Linked DNA regions of Danio rerio: region 2 is linked to region 1. Evidence: chromatin contacts called from public Hi-C data. All regions are on one chromosome and are shown on one strand. The core of a region is the stretch at or near the end of the contact, and the rest is flanking DNA. Distances in the headings are between cores, read along the strand shown.

Region 1 (5,040 bases), core at 1,474-3,973:
AAATGACTGTAGTCAAACCTGAACTTTAATCGCTTCAGTCTTCAGAAATTATGCTCAAGAAACATGTATTTTTAACAATTTTGATAGCTGCATCCTTTTTGCAGCGCAAAAGTTCAAAAGAACAGTACATCATTTTTCTAAATAAAACTTTATAAAATAAAACTATACATTTCTAATGAAACATTTTGCTGAAAATGTTTCATACTAAATTCTATTCCATACTAAATACTATATAACATTTATTTTGTTTTGAATGTATCCTTGCTGACGTTGCTTTATAATTCATTTAATTTCTGTTTTTTGCTTAAACTCTTCATTAATAATTATATATATATATATATATATATATATATATATATATATATATATATATATATATATATATATATAAAATAAATAAATATTTCTATATTATATAAATTATATATTATGCTATTATTATACCAAAATATGAAATAACAAAAAATATAGAAAAATACAGGAGAATACTAAAACATATGAATATTGTTCCCAAGAAAGTATATCAATAAAAAAATCATAAAATTAAATTGTATTTACAAAATTTTTAATAAATAAACCTTACTGAGTGCATCATTTTTCTGTATTACAAAATTTTTATTAATCAAACATTCTCAATCAAAAATCAAAATCTAAATATGCTTAGCAACGCCCCTACAACTATTAGTTTACTGCAAGTGAAAAATTAATCACTTTATTTTCTGTGTACGAGCGGGCGCAGCCATTTGAATCTTTTTGACTCGACACTTCGGGTCTCATTCACTTCTATTAGTTTCTATATATTAAAAACAGCATGTTTTGCTGCTTGATGTTGCAAACTGATATTTTCTTATTATATTATTCTACTTTGTCTGTATAGTCATAAACACAAGAAGTTTGACCATTTCTGCTGTTTATTACTCCTAGTCATTTCTCCCATAGGGAGCTAAATCGGAAATTCTAAAACAATCCCAAAAACGAGCACACTTCTGCATTGAAGAATAAGGTCAATAAGAGGAGTGCAAAAATAAACCCTGCCCCTTTTTAACATTCCATCGTTCTGTAATAAAAGTCTACAGCAAAGGATCACATGGACTAGGGTGGCACAGTGGCTTAGTGGTTAGCACTGTCGACTCACAACAAGAAGGTTGCTGGTTCAAGTCCCGACTAGAACAGTTGGCATTTCTGTGTAGTTTGTGTGTTCGCGTGGGTTTGCTCCAGTTTCTCCAACAGTCCAAACATATGCGGTATTGACCGTATTCTTCAATGCGGAAGTGTGCTCCTTTTTGGGATTGTTTTAGAACTTCCGATTCAGCTCCATATGAGAGAAATTACTAGGAATAATAAACGGCAGAAAACGGTCAAACTTGCTCTACAAACAAGTGTTTTCATGACTATACAGACAAAGCAGAATCATATAATAAGAAAATATCAGTTTGCAACATCAAGCAAAAACAAGCTGTTTTTAATGTCTAAAAACGAATGGAAGTGAATGAGACCGATAGTCTCAAGCCAAAAAGATTCAAATGGCTGCGCCCGCTCGTACTCTAAGAATAAGGTGGATAGGTGAATTGAATAAACTAAATTGCCCATAGTTTATGAGTGAGTGAATAAGTCTGTATGGGTGTTTCCAAATACTGGGTTGCAGCTGGAAGGGCAACCACTTTGTAAAACATATGCTAAAATAGTTGGTGGTTCATTCCGTTGTGGCGACCTCTGAAATAGAGATTAGGCTGAAGGAAAATGAATGAATGAATATCACTGACAAACAAAAACTTCAACTATTATTTTTATAACTCAGAGCTTTTTAATTTTAATAACAATATTTTTTTTCTGAAAAAGATTCATTTTGTTCATTGAACCAGAGGTTCTCAAAGTGGGGGTCGGGACCCCCAGAGGGGTCGCGGGTCAATAAAGGGGGGTCGCCTGGTGATTTTCAAAAATAAATTATTTTTCATTAAACCTTAAGACTTACTGTATTTTATCAATAACCTACTGAAGAGAAATAAATAGTCGTTTATAGTTACTATAAACTATATAGTTACTATAGTTGCTTATAGTTAATAGTTCTATTGGATTGCGACTTCTCTGGTAATTGCATTATACTAAAGACACAGCAATACTGTCAGATGCAGCAGATTGATTTTGTAACATCAGGTTAAACTTTCTAGCCCATTTACAGCACTGACATACATAAAAAAAACAAAGAATAGACTTAGGTCTATTGGTGTGTGTGTGTGCATCATTGCATACAAGGTTTCTGTATTTATAACCACCACCTCAGAGAATATTGGGGGTCACGAGTCACTGGCATTGTCATTTTGGGAGTCGCGGGCTGAAAAGTTTGGGAACCCCTGCATTGAACAATCTGTAATTTGTTAAACAAAAGTTGAATGTATATATAAGGTGATAAATCATAAACTCAAACCAGGTTCATCAAAATGGATGAATCACTTGATGTCTTTCATTTCTCAAATCAAACTCGACGTAATAATAATATGCTAGTTTTCCTTTCATGACAGTGCTGTTCTCTGGTTCATAATTAAGTGTATAAATCAGAGGTAATTTTGAGCAGCAGCAGGGGGCTGATTGAATTGAATATATGGATGAATTATGATAAGGCAGCACAATAGCGGGCCTGTTTCTGGCCTTTATGAATGAGGCCTCTTAATCAGCCTGGGGAGGAAGGTGCAAAGCCTCTGGGACATATGTATAATATCACTACTTCCTTCCATAAGCCGCTCTGAGGATTTATGGTGTGGCTACTTTGTTAGAAAAACTCTCTCATGCCGTCTTCCGCTCAGACCTGTTTTCCTTCTCCTGCAGTTTTAGTGTACTGTTGTTTCCTTCACTCAGGGAAACAGGGAGTTTCCTTTAAAGCATTAGAGAATGAACAGTACAGTTCATTTGGGCTAAAGAGCAGCTCAATGCAAATTTGCACGCAGTATATGGTGTTTGACTTACCAACATCTTTGACTTTCCACACGGTTTTAGATGTGATACGTGAATAGCCTCATAGCCACCAGTACAAAGCTGCATGAAGCAAACACAACTAAATATATATTTTGAAACCAACAGAAATTAAAGAGGCAACCATTTTAATTACATTTAAAGGTTGTGATTCAGAAGAAGAAAAAGCTGGTCTAAATAAATTGTGTACTGACAAAAGTTCCATTTACATATACAATCCTTGTATTGGTCCTTTCTTAAATAACACATGTATTATGTGCACTACCTGACAAAAGTCTTGTCATCGATCCCAGTTGCAAGAGCAACAAATAATAACTTCATTTGGGTTTATTTGTAAAAGTGTCAGAAGGTAGATTTTTCAGATGAATAATCTGTTGAACTGCATCCCAATCATCACAAATTGCTGCAGAAGACCTACTGGAACCCACATGGACCCAAGATTCTCACAGAAATCTGTCAAGTTTGGTGAAGGAAAAATCATAGTTTGGGGTTACATAGTGCATGGCAACATCAACAGCCTGAGGTATCAAGACATTTGTGCTGCCCATTGCATTATAAACCACAAGAGAGGGCAAGTTCTTCAGCAGGATAGCACTCCGTCTCTACTTCAGCCTCCACATAAAAGTTCTTAAGGGCAAAGAAGGTGAAGGTGCTTCAGGATTGGCCAGCCCAGTCTCCAGACATTAACATTATTGAGCATGTGTGGGGAAAGATGGAGGAGGCATTGAAGATGAATCCAAAGAATTTTGATGAACTCTGGGAGTCCTGCAAGAGTGCTTTCTTTGCCACTCGACATGACTTTATTAATGAGTTATTTGAGTCATTGTATTGTATTGTAAGATGTATGGAGGCAGTCCTCCAAGTTCATGGGAGTCATATAATTAATAATACATAATTAATAATTTTTTCACTGCACCATGACTTTATAAACTATACTGTACATTATTTCTGTTTACTTATATTTGCAATATTTAGTGGTGACAATTTGTGAAATGCAATGTCTTGCATAAATAAGCTCCAGTTGACTGCCAGATTTATGTGTTATTGTGGTGAGCTGGCTGAGGGTGAATGATGTGATAAAAGAGTGGATGTCTATAACACAAGGTTTCTCCAAATGAATGTAATACTTCATTCTACAGGTACAAAATTACTACAGGTAAAACTTTTTACTACAAGCAGGTTGTCGCCTCACAGCAAGAAGATGGACCAATTAGCATTTCTGTGTGGATTTTGCATGTTCTTTACGTGTTCGCGTGGGTTTCCTCCAGGTGGTTTCCCCACAGTCCAAAGACATGCGCTATAGGTGAATTGGATGAATTAAATTGGCTGTAGTGTACGAGTGTGTAAGAATGTGAGTGTATATGGGTGTTTCCCAGTACTGGGGTGCCGCTGGAAGGGCATCTGCTGTGTAAAACATATGCTGAATAAGCTGGCTCATTCCACTATGGTGACCCGTGATAAATCAGGCATAAGCTGAAGGAAAGAGAATGAATGAATGAATTTTTGTTTACATAAAATCAGACAATAAATGTGATTTTGTTTTGACCTTGGAATCAAGGCCTTGAACCCATTTAATTTGACATCAAATGTTTTTTGTTCTTCTTGTTTATTTTGTTGATAAGTACCCATAAAAAAAAAAGATAAAGTTAAAAGATTAAAAAAAAAAGATTTTTCTAACAAAAATATAGGCACTTCTTTTCTTCCGGTGTAGGCTACTGTCCTCACATTAACACACTTGGCGACAATTAACAGACTGCAATTTTGGGAGTGAATTGCGTGCACATATGCCTGTATGATTAGTATAATTTACTCAATAGGCCTACTTAGTAGGCTATTAAACCTATGTTTTATATTAAAGTTATTTATTTTTATTTTTTTATATGTAGGCTCACTTGTGGTGCTTTCTTTATTTCTAGTCTTTAATACTTATCTAATTCTTTCATTCATTCATTTTCTTTTCGGCTTTTTTAATTAGGGGTCGCCACAGCAGAATTAACCACCAACTTATTTAGCATGTTTTATGCAGCGGATGCCCTTCCATCTGCAACCCATCACTGGGAAACACCCATACGC
Region 2 (5,040 bases), core at 1,651-4,150, 34 kb after region 1:
TGACAAATCTTAAAATATTGATCTGTTTTTGATTTCATTTCATAATGTTTAACATGCAAAAGGTTGCTGTGAGCTCAACAAGTATCCACTTTTGTGCTCCGGTTTCCCCCACAGTCCAATGACATGCGTTATAGGTGAATTGAATAAGCTAAATTGGCCATAGTGTGTGTGTGTGTGTGTGTATATGTTTATGTCTGCATAAAACATATGCTGGATAAGTTGCCGGTTCATACCCCTGTGGCAAACCCTGATAAATAAAGGGACTAAGCCAAAAAGAAAATGAATGAAGGAATGAATGAACATTAGTGTTTTATTTGCTAAAACATGGTAACACACATACATTAATGCTTTAACATTATGTATCAACATTAGAATGCACCTAGATGTTAAAGTTTGAGGACAAACTTTTTGATGGCTTGAGAAAGCCTGTTTTAAATAGTTCATTTAGTTTGAAAAAGTATCAAGTTGGCTAAAAGAATGTTTAAGAGCCCTGCAGTCAACAATCATGTAACCTCTTTAAAGACTAACGCCCTATTCACACGGGGCATCAGCGTCAACGCTTCCCATTCACTTTGAATGGGTGACGTCAGGCGTTGCCGAACTGCATTGTGGATCCGTCGGCGCCGCTTCAGAAGCGTTCCTCGCTGCAGAAGTTGGGACCAGCTCAACTTTTCAAGCGCCGACGGAAGCGTCAGCCAATCAGATCGCTGTATGCAAATACACCAGCTCAGACAGTGGCCTATTGCTGACTGAATTTCATTGGCTGACGCTTCTATGACGATCGTTTCAGCTCCAACTTCAGACACGCCCTCTGTCAAGCTTTGACGCTGAAGCCCCGTGTGAATAGGGCGTAAAGGAAGACAGTAAAAGCTTTGAAGTTGATCCCTGTGCCTGTGGTTGGTAATAGTATGAATTAGCACGAGTCTAACAAATTAGTATGTTATCAGCATGAATTAGCTTGTTTCTAGCATAAATTTGCATGTTGCTTGCATGTTTGTATCATGAATTAGCATGTAGTTTACATGGTTACAGCATAAATTAGCATGTTTCTAACACAAAGTAGAATAGGTATTATTAGCATGATTTTTGTATGAATTAACATGTAACTAGCATTATTCTAGCATAAACTACCATGTTATTAGCATGTTTCTACCATTGATTAGCATGTTGTGCATGGTGACATGAGAAGGCCTATTTTAAGTAGTTTATTAAGTTTGAAAAAGTATCAAGTTAGCTAAAAATGTTTAAAATCCCTGCAGTCAACAATGTAACCACTTTAAAGACTGAAGCAAGTCAGTAGAAAGCTTTAACGTTGATCCCTGTGTCTGTGGTTGGTAATAGCATGATACCAGCATAAATTAGTTAAAGTTTGAGGTCAAACTTTATGGTGGCTTGAGAAAGCCTGTTTTAAGTAATTTATTTAGTTTGAAAAAGTATCAAGTTGGCTAAAAGAATGTTTACAATCCATGCAGTCAACAATGTAATCAATGTTTCTAGCACAAATTAGCATGGTATTAGCATGATCATTGTATGAATTAACATGTAACTAGCATTATTCTAGCATGAATTACCATGTTATTAGCATGTTTTTAACATTGATTCCCATGTTGTTAACATGATTCCGACATAATTAAACATGTTGTTAGCATGTTTTTAACATTGATTTCCATGTTGTTAACATAATTCCGACATAAATAAACATGTTGTTAGCATGGTTTAACATTGATCCCCATGTTGTTAACATGATTCCGACATAAATAAGCATGTTTAGCATAAATTAGCATGTTGCTAGCATGTTTTCTATTATGAATTAGCATGTTGTTAGCATGGTTCCAACATGATTTAGCATGTTTCTAACACAACTAAGCATGGTGTTAGCATGATTTTTGTATGAATAAAAGGCTGATTTATACTTCACCTCTTAATTTCATTTACACTGCGCACCTCTTAAAAAACGTAACTACACGTTGCAACGACACGTAGCGCAAGCTCTGTGATTTGTCGGCTTGTTAGCTCTGATGTGTGTGGGCGGGACCAAGAGCCACGAAAACGCGTTGGAGCAAGTGTTTACAAGTGTCAAGTCCTGTGAAGGAGGTCCAGGTGGAACGTTTTTTGTTTACCTTAAAATTGTTGCACGTCCACTGGTTCCCGCCTCAGAATAAGCGAGTTTTAGCTACTAGCTGTTAAGGTAGCATTTAGAAAAACATAACACTTACAAAGAAACACGACACAGAGGAATATGAAAACCTACTGCCAGCTAGTGTTTCGGAAGTGTTCGGAAGTTTTGTGCACAAGTAGAGGAAAAAGCGTGCAAGCAAAGAGATCCGCATGCTCTAGGCTATAACATAAATGCGATCTTGACTTGTAATACTGCAGTCACGACATTTGACATTGAAATAATAACGCCATAGATAGTTGGTAGATCTGTGTAAAAAAAAGGCCTGCTGCCACAGATGGAAAAAATCCTAGAAGAAACACTGCACTGTACTAAGTAAACTGTACTGTTAAAGCTACAGTTTATAAATTTTTACTGTAGCATTCTTACTGTTTGTTTATTATTAAAATGACGGCCATTTTAATTCATCTAAACATCACATTCAACATTTGTCAAACATTATCATTTTATCAAGGGAAAATTACATTAAGTTAAATAACTATCTTTTGTTTCCTTCGTTTTATCAAGTTAATACCCGATGTTTTCTAGAAGAAGCAACACATAAGAGAAGTGTCTCGTTTTTAAAGGTAACGACTTGAGTAAAGATCAAACTGCAATTCCAGCCAATGCTAGTTTAACTGAACCCCCACCCCATTTTCTCTCTCTCTCCCTGACTGTCTCCTTGCTAATGGGCTCCAGATGTGGAGGTTGATGGGGGTGAGCTGTGTGTCCACGGGGAGCCTCTGTCAGTGGGCTCGCGGCTGAGGAGGGACGTATGATCGGGGCTCGGGTCAGATCTGGACGACATCTGGAAGCACTTGGGGTCAGCGAGTCCCGGCTGTGAAAGGTAAGATGGACGCCTGGGCAGGGGGACGGAGGAGACAACATGAAACTTGTTTGTTCTTTCTTTTTTTTGTGGCTTCCTCACACATCTCTCACATGCAGAACTTTTTTGTTTTTTTATGAAATCAAAAGTGCGAATAAAGATATATACGCATAGCGTCCCATCTGAGAACATACTTACATGTTTTGTCATATGTTCATTCTTAGGTGTTTGGTTGATGTTGGCGTGAGGACAGTAATGATTCTGTCCAGGTTTTCGCATGTGTCATTAAAAATCCCTCCATCCAGAGACTCACTTTGTTAAGAAACCGTTCAAGGCCCATCGACCTTGATATAAATGGTTCAAAGAGGGTTATGTTAAAAAAAATGGTTTTAAAAAAACTGTCGAAATAGGAAATGGCTCCCTCTCCAAAGTGAACATCCCGTATATTGCAGGTCCTCAGAGGCTGGCTGTGTTTGGAAAGGGTTTGACTCATGAACTGCTTGGATCATAAAGATTCCGCCGTAAATTGGATGGAACGAGCCCAGCTTGTGGGGAGAAGCCACATTAAAGGCATCACAATTGGAATAATGACTGGAATTTTAATATAGATGCATCATTTAAGAAACAGCTCAGAGTTGGATTGTTGAAAAACACAATTCTTGTCCTTAACCACTAAAGGTCAAGCAATCAGGGATGGTCCAAATCCAGACTTATTGGATTGGATGAAAGAGGCCGAAGCCAACTGCTTTTGGAAAGCACAAGGCAGCCATTTGTTTGGTATCAAACAACATTGTCTTCTGACTAAAGTTATTCTCATTATTATCAGCGTTTATTTTTATTATTTGTGCTGCTTAATATTTTTTACAGAGGCTGTTATAATTTTTCTGTAATTTATATACAGTTGAAGTCAAAATTATTGGCCCCCTTTGAATTTGTTTCTTTCTTAAATATTTCCCAAATGATATTAAACAGAGCAAGGATATTTTCACAGTAATGTCTGATAATATTTTTTCTTCTGGAGAAATTATTATTTGTTTTATCTTGATAAGAATAAGAGCAGTTAAAAATTTTTATAAATTAATTTTAAGGAAATTTTTTAGCCCCTTTAAGCTATACTGTTGTTCGATAGTCTACAAACCATCGTTATACAATAACTTGCCTAATTAGCCTAACCTACCTAGTTAAACTAATTAACCTAGTTAAGCCTTTAAATGTGACTTTAAGCTGTATAGAAGTGTCTTGAAAAATATCTAGTCAAATATTATTTACTGTCATCATGGCAAATATAAAATAATATAGTTATTAGAAATGAGTAATTAAAATTATTATGTTTAAAAATATGTTGAAAAAATCTTTTCTCCGTTAAGCAGAAATTGGGGGAAAATAAACAGGGTGCTAATTTTTCAGGGGGGCTAATAATTCTGACTTCAACTGTACTTTTTAAAATGTCTAAATATTTTTGTATTTTAAAAAAAAACTTACAGGCCTCAAAAAGCATTGAAAACAACTGTAAGTGAATGACTTACTTTAAGTGAGAGTTAGACTGAAACAATAATCAAAATGGTAAAATAAAGAAAATGCACGTATAAATAGCCAAATAACAACTAATTTTATTAATACTACCAATAATAATTAATTTTCAGCCAATATCCTATGTGAAATTGATCATATTCCTAATGTTTTGACAAATTGAAGAAAAAGAAAAATAATTGTGCTTGAGAGTCTCAATCTGCGAAACATGACATAAACAAACCACTAGGCGATATTTAAAGAGCTGCATTACAGCGACGACAGCTGACAGATTTCTTTCATGGAGCTGAAAGACAGATGAAAAGAAAAACAACTCACCGGCTCCCCCTTCCTCCAATGGACTGTCTGTGAGGTCACCTGAGGTCACATGTAATCAGCCGACCAAGGGAGCCATCAGGTACATAAACAAGCCAGTGTCAGCCATTCAAAAACAGCTCGCGGCCACTTAAACTCAAACGATCGCTTCCTGTGCCATAAACAGACTGTTTTGAAAGTAAACATTCCCGTTCAACAAAAAAATTTACCAGCG

What was found. A called contact is a pair of places that touch in the nucleus more often than the background predicts.
Region 2: a contact with region 1 is called in a Hi-C map of an unstated tissue, with 1.7 times the contacts expected there. The contact joins two enhancer-like sites. A contact is called at or near these places in 7 of 18 Hi-C or Micro-C datasets (caudal fin, embryo, fibroblasts and 2 more) and 1 of 4 datasets of contacts at active chromatin or transcription factors (caudal fin).

What each region holds. Positions count from the first base shown.
Region 1 is chr2:26,452,613-26,457,652 of GRCz12tu, forward strand. It overlaps the pseudogene LOC561897. Among named protein-coding and RNA genes, the nearest start is that of mfsd12a, 44 kb to the left of the region's middle. Within about 2 kb of position 2,724, at least 4 of the 62 cell types and tissues checked have an H3K27ac peak or open chromatin away from gene starts, as enhancers often do.
Region 2 is chr2:26,486,726-26,491,765 of GRCz12tu, forward strand. LOC103910044 (a long non-coding RNA gene) reads left to right here. Exons shown (of 6, transcript XR_012391676.1): 2 at 2,684-2,742; 3 at 2,855-3,002. Among named protein-coding and RNA genes, the nearest start is that of prrx1a, 13 kb to the right of the region's middle. Within about 2 kb of position 2,901, at least 18 of the 62 cell types and tissues checked have an H3K27ac peak or open chromatin away from gene starts, as enhancers often do.